Linked DNA regions of Gasterosteus aculeatus: region 2 is linked to region 1. The links are chromatin contacts, called in public Hi-C maps. All regions are on one chromosome and are shown on one strand. Each heading gives the region's core, a stretch centred on a gene start, on an enhancer-like site or on the middle of the called end of the contact. The rest is flanking DNA. Distances are from core to core; before and after follow the strand shown. Region 1 overlaps LOC120833979 (actin-related protein 3). Region 2 overlaps LOC120833893 (inactive dipeptidyl peptidase 10).

Region 1 (3,358 bases), core at 614-3,113:
TTTTTTAAATGAACAATTAAGGGTGAAGTTTAATTGTACATGTTTTGAATTTTGTTCTACTTGTTATGTAATTAAATACTAATTGTAGGAAAACAGAGTGTTCAATTAGCAACTAATTATATAAGCAACTGACTCAACTCACCCTGTTCCTCTGAATGTACAAAATAGTGTTGGTTAGATAAAACCCATACAGGTTTGGGATTTGTTTTATTTTATTTGCCCATTAGCCCTGTAATGAATGTGGACATTGGCTGTGGGCAGTGAAAGGAAAAGCCCCGTCCAACGGATCGCTTGGACATATCAGTACTTAACCTCTCTGTGGACGGGGCAGCACATCATTTTGGTCTCAGGTCATTGCTTCCTCCCCGGGGACCATTCATCCAAATAGGAGGCTTCTCAGCGGAGCCCTCTACAGCTCAAAGACCCACATGTTCTGACCCGGGGTCACACGTTCACCCAAAGGCACCAAAGTCATGGCAGGGCAGAGGGACGAGAGATGCAGAGAGAGCGACACCTGTCGGGCAAAGGGAGAAATGCATGCACAGAGTTCTCTTCAGGAAATATTAGTATATATGGTATGATGTGATGAGGAAAATATAGATTAGCCTAAAAGAGACCATTTAAAATAAACGCTTGATTTGGAATAATCTTTTATTATCATACCTCAAAGATGAAAATGTAGAGAATGAGACTTTAAAGGACCAGTGTTTGCTGTTAATATAACGGTACGATGCAGCAGAGAATGTGTGTAATATATTATTATAAATCCATGGGTCCATCTGCGTCATAACAGGCTCCATCAATCTGAGAAGACTTTCCACATGATTTTGGAACCTGGTCCATTATTTGAGCTTTTGGTTTTAAAGGACAGTGGATAAATGGTTCAGCTGGAACAAGTAGATTCAAACGAATCACATCCCAATCCCTGTATGCAGAAGACTTGTGCTCAATGCGCTGGCAGAGGCTCAGCCTTAAAGTGCTGGATGTGGTACTAAGGGTTCACAACGCGTCAGTGTCACACGTACAGAAAGCTGACGGAGGAGCACACGTATGCAGTCTGTAGTGACACATGACATATGGGGCTTACAGAGGTTTGGAGCCTTTGCCAACCAATGATCTCATATAAAGAGGGAGCATATAGAAAAAGGTCACGGGTTAATTAAGGGTCATACAGGGATTTGCCTTCATCTCCTCATTGTGCGTGTTTCTTGAGCCAGCCTGTCAACTTCACATTTAAAATGCTGCATGTAGCACAAGGACGTGGAGTCTCATGAACAACTAGTTGGCATCAAGTGTTCTCGATGCTCCGAAGAGCCCTTATGTGGCCTCATTTGGAGTTTAAGCACAGGTACATATTTTTATTACAGAAGGTTTTCCTCCTGCTCTGTTTTCGCTTAATGAGCCAACACACAATAACCACTGAGTCATAACTAAGTTTGAGATTTTATTTTGGCACGTTAATAAAATCATTAAACAGGAAGATAGCACGTACAATTTGTATTAAAGCCACCGCTGAGCTGTGCTAACTACTGCAGAGCTCTGACAGAGCCCCACTTTCAGCCTCAATGCCCTTTACGCCACAGACGTAGAGGAAGATGGTGGCGGCTTGCAAACAGCACATAAACAATGACGAGGTCCACTTCTGAAATACGGTGTCCGAATACAACGCTGACGTGGTGGCACCTTCTTGGCCTCCCCGTGCGTGAATGGATGAACGCATGTTCGGACTTGAGGTCACTTGCGATCACACAACAGGATTGAAATGACTTTTCTGCTCACTGAGCCGCTGTGGCAGAGCAGCTCCTGAGGGACACTCATCACGCGTCTCCTCATCACGCGTCTCCTCATCACGCGTCCCGCGTGCAGACAGCTGGGCCGGTGGCGGCGCGCTCTGGAAGCACCCGTCCATTTTCAATCCTCTGCACAGCAGGAGGGCACCCCGAAATCACCGGAAGGCAAAGGGCACGTGAAGGCTTACAGGCCAGAAGACAGGACTCTGGACACTGACGTTATTCATCCAGAATACAAGAAAATATGTATCCATGGCAACTCACTGCAGTGGTGACAGCGTAGGGAATCAGAGAAAATGGTAAAGACTTCATTATTTGAAACCTGCACAGACTTCTTAGACAGCGACTGCGGGTGAGTGGGGAGCACGGTCGTCCTCCAATCAGAGGGTTGTCTGTTCGATCCCAGGCTCTGCTAACCCGCATGTCGCTGTGTCCTTGGGCAAGGCACTTAACCCAACATTGCTCATGTAGCTGCGACTACAGTGTGTGAATGTTAGTTACTGATGGCAGGTGTCACTGTGTGTGGTTCTCCTGTCATCAGTGTGTGAATGGGTGAATGATGTCATGTAGTGTTAAAGCGCTTTGAGTGGTCAGAAGACTAGAAAAGCGCTTTACAAGTACAGACCATTTAGACACAGTTGAGGTTTTCTATGCAAGATGGACATTTTTCTTTGCTGATGTATTTCCAACGAGTTAACAATAATCTCACTGTATACTTACTGTCTTTAAAGCCCTAATGTTGCAGAATTACACTTTCTCAATGGCACTACAACATGCAACAAACTGCAGATTGGAGCAGAACTCAAAGTATCACTACACGGCACAAACACGTTCTAGTCCAGAGGTCGTCAACAGGGGGTACGCAGAGGTACTGCAGGGGGGTCGCAACATTTTTGGTTAAGACAATTTTCTTTTTAGGATTTAAAAAAAAAAAAAAAAACTGAACATCAACAGGGCAACACGTCTGAAAGCACTGGTTGGAGTGGAAGCACTGGTTGGATTCTTTAGTCTCGTTTTTCACTTTTCTTCATTTCTGTGATTGAAAATTGGGCCCAAGTGTCAGAATAAACCAGCTCACATCTGAGTGGGACATGGGACGAGATCAATGGCTGTCCTCATGGACCCTAGCTGCATACAGGGTAGCCGGCTTCCTGTGACTAGTGTTCCCACGTGGTGACAGTGCCCCCTACCAGTCACAAAAGGAACTGCATCCTAATTAATCCAATTACATTGTCTAAACTGGAGGGGACGGGTTTCCACTGGTGGAAGATGGCGTGCGTGTTCGCTGAGGGATTCAGATTGAACGGTTCCGAGGTGGAAAGAAGAAACGAAACGGCCCAAACTCACAACCTCCTTTTTTAATTCCATCAAACATCCCCCGTTAAGGCTCTTCAGACAGCGCCACATATTCTACTCATTCCCCACCGAATGATTCAACATCAACAGTAAAAAGCAAGAAGGACCACAGCAGTTAGAAACAAATTGGAGCCTTTATTGGAATGTTGCAAGGCATTAAATACACAATTCCCATTCTGTTCATAATTTGGCATTTAATTATATATAAGAAA
Region 2 (3,358 bases), core at 418-2,917, 250 kb before region 1:
TAGTAACCTCTGCCCGTCCGACCACCTGCCCTCTTGACCCCAATCCATCACATCTTCTACAATCTATCGCACCTGACCTTCTTCCGTTCCTCACCTGTCTCATCAACAACGCTCTGTCATCTGGCTGTTTTCCCAATTCTCTGAAGGAGGCAAGAGTCAACCCTGTCCTGAAGAAACCCACCCTCAACCCTTCTGAAGAAAACAACTACAGACCGGTCTCTCTTCTTCCCTTTTTGTCCAAAACCCTTGAACGTGCTATCTTTAATCAACTCTCCTCTTATCTCCACTGTAACAACCTCCTTGACCCCCACCAGTCAGGTTTCAAGGCAGGCCACTCCACAGAGACTGCTCTCCTTGCCTGTCTCTGAGCAACTCCACACTGCTAGAGCCGCCTCTCTCTCCTCTGTCCTCATCCTTCTTGACCTCTCTGCTGCATTTGACACGGTCAACCACCAGATCCTTATTTCCTCCCTTCAGGAACTTGGTGTCACAGGCTCTGCTCTCTCCCTTCTCTCGTCCTACCTCGACGGCCGCACCTACCGGGTAACCTGGCGAGGATCTGTGTCGGAACCTTGTCCTCTTACTACTGGGGTTCTCTCCTTCCCTCACTCGGACACCCAGATGGCGGCTCGGATCTCTGCCTGTCTAACTGACATCTCTCAGTGGATGTCCGCCCACCATCTGAAAATCAACCCCGACAAGACTGAACGACTTCTCTTTCCCGGAAAAGATTTGCTTACCCAGGACCTGACAGTCAACTTTCGGAACTCCGTACTAACGCCCACTTTGACCGCTAAGAACCTTGGCGTCACACTCGACAGCCAACTCTCCCTGACTCCCAACATCACCGCGACAACGCGATCCTGTAGATACACGCTCTACAACATCAGGAGAATACGTCCCCTTCTCACTCAGAAGGCAGCGCAGGTACTGATTCAGTCTCTTGTCATCTCCCGCCTGGACTACTGCAACTCCCTCCTGGCAGGTCTCCCTGCCACCGCCATTCGACCTCTGCAGCTCATTCAGAATGCAGCAGCTCGACTGGTCTTCAACCTTCCGAAATTCTCCCACACTACTCCACTCCTCTGCTCTCTTCACTGGCTACCGGTGGCCGCCCGCATCCAGTTCAAAACATTGGTGCTCACGTACCATGCTGTGAATGGATCGGGTCCAGCTTACATCCAGGACATGGTCAAACCCTACATCCCAAACCGCACTCTCCGCTCTGCATCTGCAAAACTACTCGTCCCTCCCTCACTGAGAGCAAAACACTCGACTAGATCTCGACTCTTCGCTGTCCTTGCGCCGAAATGGTGGAACGAGCTCTCTGAAGACACCAGGACCGCAGAGAGCCTTCACATCTTCCGCCGCAAACTAAAGACACACCTCTTCAGACTCTACCTCGACTAAAGACTAAATTGTACTTGTAACGTCACTCATCTATAGCAAATTGTAAATTGGCTTATTTGAGGAAATTGCACTTTCTTGTTTATTGTTCTCTTGAGTTTGTACCCTATGGTTGAATGCACTTATTGTACGTCGCTTTGGATAAAAGCGTCCGCTAAATGACATGTAATGTAATGTAATTTATGTGTATGTGTGTGACTATGTATGTATGTGTATGTGTGTGACTATGTATGTGTATTTATGTGTATGTATGTGACTATGTGTATGTGTATTTATGTGTGTGACTATGTGTATGTGTATTTATGTGTGTGTGACTATGTGTATATATATGATGCATAAGTGAGGTGTTTCTACTGGTGTTCAGTCTGTGATGTTCAGCCCTGGGGGTCTTCTTCCCCTTATGGCTCTTCTCTTCTTTTTCGGACCTCTTAGTCTCTTGGTCCTGCATTTTGCGCTTCATCTTGTCCATCTCCGTCTGTCTGTCTTGCATCCTTCTTCCAAAGATGCCTCTCTTCTTCTTCTTCAAGTCCAGACAGATGTTTTCAAGGAGTGTGTTTTGGTCCTGCAACTGTTTCACCTTGGCGATCACAATCTGATTTTCTTTGGTCAAATCCTCCATCTGTTGGAGTGTGATGACTTTGAGGGATATGTTCTCCTCTTGGCGCTTTTGTTTCTCAGCCATACTATCCCTCCAGTCCTTTAGCAGTTTGTTTTCTGCCTCCAGCTGGTGGTTGTTGGCCCGCTGCTCGTTCAACTTCTCCTCTAGAGCAAGGTTGTCGGAGTACAGTGTTGTTACTCTGGTCTCCAACATCTCTTGTTTGAGGTTCAGTTCTTTGCAGATCCTTCTTCCCAGATTGAATTTCTCTTCCTCGCTGATGAGCTGTTGTTGAGTCTCGCTCAGCTTATGTGAGAGGCTTTCCTTCTCTTTGTTGACTTTCAGGGTCTCACTGAACTTCTGGAGCATCAGATTCTCAACCTCGGTGGCCATCTCCTGGTAATGCGGTAATGTAACGCAACGAAGTGTCCTATTTTTCACAAACTCAAATCTGGTCACCCTACGTTAGCTAGTTAGCGTGTTAGCTTGTTGTGGCTTCTAGTGCAGCCACCAACGACTCGACAGACTTTAGAATAAATTGTTTCCAAACTTTTCTGAACCTATTTCGGATTTTCCCAAACCACACAGACACAGCTCCTCTCTTGGGCATAAGTTGTGTTGGTGCGTCTCTGGTCTCTTGTGTAGCAACAGAGTTACTTCTTGTTGTGAGCTGTACCCAGCATGCAGTTCGGCGGGTTAATATTTATAAATGTACAATTATTAGTGTTACAATTGTTTATGTGTCACAAGCTGTTGTGTCGTGGTGTTTTACCCTGTTAAAGAGTGTTTGTTGTGGGTTATTCATTGTCGTTATAAAGTTATAACCATGACCCATGATTGACTCTCAACACACATAAAAGAAGTAGCTCTGACCGTTGGTTATCCCTCGATGGCAAGTAGAACTTTATTCTGCCGCCTGCTGAAGAGCAACGCCTGTTATGGCGTAAGACCAGTGCGAACAGCATGTGGGATTCAATAATTTCGTACGGAAATCGTATTGTACACTGTTTGAACCAATACGTGCAGTACTACTTCAAAGAGTGTTAGAGGCCTATCCGCTTATGATGTAACATTTCTATGTCTGTATTCTACATTCCCAACTCCATTCAGTTTCTTTTACGTCTGTTGTCTGCTCTGCAGAAAAAATCTTCCATGCCAACCTGCTCCCCATCCAGGTCTTGGTAGCCTTCATAGTGAGAAAACGGGCAGGAAACATTCACATGAATTAATTTCATTATAAAATATATAAAATAATTTATATTATTTATTAAGTAATTACATTTCACTTTACTTTTCCACTTAACAGTTTTACTATCATTCATCTTATTTTCAAGTAAATTTACTTCCAATATTAAA

The links. A called contact is a pair of places that touch in the nucleus more often than the background predicts.
Region 2: a contact with region 1 is called in a Hi-C map of blood and trunk muscle, with 18 times the contacts expected there. The contact joins two enhancer-like sites. A contact is called at or near these places in 4 of 6 Hi-C or Micro-C datasets (blood and trunk muscle, skeletal muscle and tail fin).

The regions. Positions count from the first base shown.
Region 1 is chr16:2,127,721-2,131,078 of fGasAcu3.hap1.1, reverse strand. It overlaps LOC120833979 (actin-related protein 3), which reads right to left. Exons shown (of 12, transcript XM_040201669.2): 12 at 3,262-3,358. Among protein-coding and RNA genes, the nearest start is that of LOC120833979, 13 kb to the right of the region's middle. Within about 2 kb of position 1,863, at least 1 of the 9 cell types and tissues checked has open chromatin away from gene starts, as enhancers often do.
Region 2 is chr16:2,372,655-2,376,012 of fGasAcu3.hap1.1, reverse strand. All of the region lies in intron 1 of LOC120833893 (inactive dipeptidyl peptidase 10), which reads left to right. Among protein-coding and RNA genes, the nearest start is that of LOC120833893, 51 kb to the left of the region's middle. Within about 2 kb of position 1,667, at least 1 of the 9 cell types and tissues checked has open chromatin away from gene starts, as enhancers often do.